2 separate regions of the Drosophila melanogaster genome follow, and region 1 is linked to region 2. The links are chromatin contacts, called in public HiChIP or PLAC-seq maps. All regions are on one chromosome and are shown on one strand. Each heading gives the region's core, a stretch centred on a gene start, on an enhancer-like site or on the middle of the called end of the contact. The rest is flanking DNA. Distances are from core to core; before and after follow the strand shown. Region 1 holds the start of Arpc3B (Actin-related protein 2/3 complex, subunit 3B). Region 2 holds the start of Sap30 (SIN3-associated polypeptide 30).

Evidence for each region. HiChIP or PLAC-seq counts read pairs in DNA pulled down with a chosen protein or histone mark.
Region 1: a contact with region 2 is called in an H3K27ac HiChIP or PLAC-seq map of the Kc167 cell line, with 4 times the contacts expected there. The contact joins the promoter of Arpc3B here to the promoter of Sap30 in region 2. A contact is called at or near these places in 1 of 107 Hi-C or Micro-C datasets (the Kc167 cell line) and 1 of 6 datasets of contacts at active chromatin or transcription factors (the Kc167 cell line).

The regions. Positions count from the first base shown.
Region 1 is chrX:17,104,412-17,107,111 of dm6, forward strand. It overlaps Arpc3B (Actin-related protein 2/3 complex, subunit 3B), which reads right to left and starts at 1,441. Exons shown (of 3, transcript NM_132965.2): 1 at 1,359-1,441; 2 at 1,072-1,245; 3 at 160-575. The coding sequence starts at 1,364. The coding sequence ends at 231. It overlaps CG4991, which reads left to right. Exons shown (of 4, transcript NM_001144742.2): 4 at 1-151.
Region 2 is chrX:16,785,981-16,788,680 of dm6, forward strand. Sap30 (SIN3-associated polypeptide 30) reads left to right here and starts at 1,303. Exons shown (of 3, transcript NM_001298423.1): 1 at 1,303-1,560; 2 at 1,705-2,362; 3 at 2,587-2,700. The coding sequence starts at 1,970. It overlaps CG9609, which reads right to left and starts at 1,028. Exons shown (of 2, transcript NM_132933.3): 1 at 585-1,028; 2 at 1-524. The coding sequence starts at 770.

The sequences.
Region 1 (2,700 bases), core at 191-2,690, 320 kb after region 2:
TGTAATAAATGCTATTCATCGATTTTATAAATATATATGTATAAAGTATTAACTAGCCTTCAGCCAACAATGTTTAACACTAAGTTCTTTTACAAAGTGAAAAATATGCGCTTTTGAGAGCGTATAAATCAATAAACATAAATCAACAACGAATTTAATACATTCAAAGCAGTTTATTCGTAAATTTTGGTGGTAAATACTCTAAGATCGGCAGTATATTAGTGAGTCTTTTACATTCCCGGTCCCGAAAGACTCTTCTCCATGAACTTCTTCTTGGCAAAGCATATCCACCACTTGCTCGGCTTTCCATCCGGAGTATCAAAGACCTTTTCCAGCAATCTGTTTCCGGTTTCCTGGCGCAACTGCAGGAAGTACTGACGCATCAGCTCCGGATCCTCGGGCTTGGTGTATATTCCGTTCAGCGGAAATCCCGCATCTCCGGGTATATCGAACCGCGAGATGGCCAGCGTATAGAGCTCCTGCTGACCCTGCGATTTGCTTGTGCATCGGGCCAATCGCTTCAAACATTCCGTGATGTAGAGCGTTATGTAGATGAGCACCCTGTCCACCTCCGACTGCGATTAGATATACAATGTATGGGTAATAGGGGTTTTTTAAAAAGTAATTTTAAAAGTTTAAACATAGCAACAATATTCTAAGAATGATATCATAATTGATAAGACTATTATTGCTATAAGCTATATAGTAATATAAGCTATATAAGCTATAAGCTATTATTGAACTTTTAAAAAAAAATTCCAAGCTCCAAAAAAATAATTTCATTATGTAGAAATACCCAACTCTTGGAACACCATATAAGAAAGGGGTATTACTAAAAATTTAACAAATAACTTCACTCTTATCAGGCTGATTGTAACGACATATTTCTACAAATAAGGGCGGTGAGATAACGCACTTGGTTTTAACATTATAAAATTGACTCCACTAGGGCTTTAAGATTGTTTCGAAATATTTAACAAGCTGTGCCGTCTTCTTAATGTATCTTCATTTTAAAAATTAGAATATCGCCTCGCTTTATCTCTATGCTCATTTCTTTGTCCAGTCACCAACCTTAACTTCGTAAGTGCGGAAGAAAATGTTCGATTTCCAGAAGTAGAGTGACTCATCGATGATGTCGTTGGGAATATCAACAGTGGGCGCTGGTCCTCGGACTTGGGTACGTAGTGGTAGAAGGGCCATATTCCCCACCGAGGCTTGGAAATCCTCTATTTCCGAGTGAAATGCCTGTGCGAACCATGTAAACAAATGGACAGGTTAAGGGTTTAATGCGTTTAATGTACATTTATGTTAAGAAACTGCCCATCTGCAGCTGCATACCTCGGTTGTATTTTACTCACCGGCATTTCAATGACTTCTGTCTTGTTTTTCAAAAGTTAAAAATAAACGAAAAATATAGTAATATATGATATATCAGAACTTCCTAGTGATGTGAAAACGTTATCTTTTTGAAGTTGAATAAACGACCCATTGGCGTTAAAATGAACTGGTTCGTTCCGAGTTTATTTGGTATTTTTTGAAAATATACATTTCTAAAGATATTATTTTAATCATTTAAGCTGACATTTTCCCACATAAATGTGCAAGTACGTCTCAGTTTTCGTCGTTTTATTTTAGTTCTGTTGCATATGAAATTGATATCAATGCAGAAATGGAGTTAACAGGACTTGGCTCTTTCGGTTAGAACTTGTTGCGCTTGCTAATTAAAAATGGGAAAGATATAGATAAAAAATAGGAAAGAAATGAACATAACAACTGTAATAAGGTCCCCAATCGAATATATATAATATATATATTAATATACAATATATATAATATAATATAATATAGCTTTTTTATTAAAAAATAATTAATTGAACGTTTCCAACTTTTCGCGCGACAATGAAAAGCTTCAACTTTGGCGGTAAGTTACAAAGGCGAAAGCAGTGTGCCCAGACACATTTGGGTTAACACTCAAACTATTTCACATGTTCCAGTTCACTTTGAAAATACAAATTACGTCTATTAAAAACATTATTCGATGGTCGACACAGTTGATTGTTTATAGATAAGAAGTTTGTAAATTGTGTATAAATATAAAATACTAGGTAAAATATAATCGATCGATAACATAATATCGATAGAACTAATTGTATAGTCTGAAGAACAAACGATGGTGTGATCGAGATCGAAGAGCTTAAATCAATTGTTTTAAAGAGAAACATCGTGAATAAAAATACTTAAAAAGATTGTTACAGACCAAGACAACAATAATAAAGCAGTAATACATTGGAATATAGTGCTATTCTTAAAAAATCAAAACCCGATATAATTGACATATTAAAATCAAAAAAAGTTTATTTTGGTGAAGACGCGACTATAGTTCAACTGCGCAACGCCGTAACTTCTTAAATAAATTAGAGTTTGCCATTAACATTACTATTCATAGTAGTATTAAAGAATCACATAGTATTCAATTATTTGGTGTTAGCCAAAAAGGCCATATAGTTGACGAATTGCCAGAATATATTGAGCACACGTTTAATTTAGAGCAAACAGACCTAGATACTGTTAGTTTAAATGCTAATGTTAATATCCATCACTCACAACATAATATTGAGCAATATAATGCGAAGAAAAATAAAGCCCTTTTGGAATATAAATTTCGAGATTTTGAAGCTCTACGAAATATTGATACAACAC
Region 2 (2,700 bases), core at 53-2,552:
TTCACCTCGAGGTGACGCTTCAGTTCGCTCGGCTTGTCGAAGGCACTATCGCAGCGGTCGCACTTATGGCGATTCTTGCCGTGCAACGAGTCGCGACAATGCTTCGTATACAACGTCCATTTGTCGAACTGCAGCGGGCAGCCGGGACACTCGTACAGCTTGCAGCTGGGCTCGTGACTCTGGCACTGCCACTGCTGGTAGAAGCCGCGCGAGCACTTCGAGCAGCTGTACGGATACTCCAGCGTGTGCTCCCTGATCTCGTGGCGCTTCAGCTTGAGCTTTTGCGAGAATTTGGCACTGCACTGGCTGCACGGATAGACCTTTGGGCTCTCGTGGGTTTCGCGCATGTGGCGGGTCATGTTGCTAACCGAGATGAACATCTTGCTGCACTCCTCCAGCGCGCACTTCACCGTCTTCTTGGCCGCCGACTCCGGACGCTCGTGGGTGCTGCGCAGATGCCTCTTTAAGTGCGTCACAATCGAGTACGTCTTGTCGCAACCCTCGTACGAGCAGGCGTGCTTCTTCTGCAAAGTGGTGGCGGCGTTACTACTGGCTTACACTTAACATACTCTAACTATACTCACAATCCCTGTGTGATGATACTCATGGCGATCCAATTGGTCCAGCCGCTTGAATGTGGCCTCGCATTTGGGCATGCTGCACGCGTACTTGGCCGAGCCGATGCTGTTGCGGCGTCCCTGGCGCTGCTTGAACTCCTCCAGAGCGGTCTCCATATCGCTGTCGCTGGCAATTTGCGTTCCAGGCGGCATTTTTGAGGGTTTTTATCTCCGAAATATTGCAATCTCTTTTTTTTTTGTGTTTTAGGTTACCGCGACATCCGCAAATGTCGTGGAATTATTTGGCCACACTCGTGTACGTGGAAATAGCCAAGGACTTAAGGTTGAAGAGATTGATTTTATTTCAATTTGGTGTAGCAAATCTATAACTTATAGGTTTCTTTTAATTTGGTGTAGAAAATCGATGATGTCCCTGGTAAGCGTTTATGATTTCGTTTTTGGAGAGATGGTAGATTTTTTGGTATTTTTCCAGGGCTGGAAATTGCTGCCTAGCAGTGTTGTACTGCAACAACTGAATAAGATGTACGATACGTTATCGAAAACGTTACATTGGTCACATTATTATTCATTTATTCAAAATATAATTGTCACATACGTTATAGCTAAGATTTTTTTTAATGTGCCTGGGAAAAGTTTGCAGTAACCCCGTTGTTTATTTGCAGAAAATTCTGCGTATTCCTTTTCCCAGTCTTTTTGAATGATTCTGTTTAATTCTCCAACTCACTACGGTGAAAATTCCTTGCGTCGATGCATTTAACAAATATATGCTTGTTAGTCCCCCGTCTCAGAAACTACAATCAAGAATTGGTCTGAAGACGAGTATAATAATATTCTATATAGACAAGCAGTCAGATACGCCTGAGAAAAAGGAAATTCAAATTTCATTGCACTAACGTGAGCTAGTGATGACAAAAACGGTAATTGGCTCAACTATCGTACCGGTGTGCGGTACCTATCGGAATTGGAATCAATGCTGGAAAAGGTAACTATATTTTGGTACACGGTATTTTTAAATTTAAGTACTGAAATTAACTAATATTTATTTAATTAATATTTTGTGCGATTATTAATACCAATTAAAAAATATTGATCGATAATCTGGAAAAAAATGCACTTGATATTTAAGATATTTGAGAAACTGCAAACAGTTTCAAATTGTCCGCTCTTGCCAGCTGCGGAGGAATTTCCCCATTTCCCAGTTTGGTCACATCGCGCTGTCGAAAGAAAATTTTTTTCTTGCAAAGAGAAACAAAGCAAAGCAATAGTCGAAAGTGAGAAAGACGAAAGAGGAGACAAAGGAGCGAAACGGAGAAAATCAGAGAAGCAGCAAGCAGAGCAGGAAGGGGGATTGGATAGGAACTCGAAAGCAATCGGCCAGGATCGGGAACAGGATGAACAACGGATTCAGCACCGGCGAGGAGGACAGTCGCGGGCACACGGACCAAACGTGCTGCCTAATCGACGACATGGAGCGGTGTCGCAACCAGGCTGGCTACGCCAGCTACTCCAAGCGCATCCAGAAGACGGTGGCCCAAAAGCGGCTCAAGCTCAGCAGCGATCCGGCCGCGCAGCACATTTACATCTGTGACCACCACAAGGAGCGCATCCAGTCGGTGCGCACCAAGCGTCGGCGCAAGGACAGCGAGGACGACAGCAACGAGACGGACACGGACCTGCACGAGTTCCCCGATCTCTACCAGCTGGGCGTGAGCACGCTGCGACGCTACAAGCGCCACTTCAAGGTCCAAACGAGGCAGGGCATGAAGCGGGCGCAGCTGGCGGATGTAAGTTTGACCTAGTTAACGAATTGAGCAGGCTATGTCCACTTTCTGTTGCCGGATTTCAGTGGGGTAACACGCTGGTCTAATGTGCTCCGTGATGCTCCATAGTTGGCCCTCTTGTAGTAGCCTCCACTCTAAAGAAAAGGCAGAAAAATGTGCCATGCCCTTTATAAGGTTTTCTAAACCCTGTTTTAATCAAGTTGCAAACCTCTACTCTTCTCCCGCAGACAATTATGAAACACTTCAAGACAATACCCATCAAGGAGAAGGAGATCATCACATTCTTCGTGTACATGGTGAAGATGGGCTCGAATAAGCTGGACCAGAAGAACGGCCTTGGC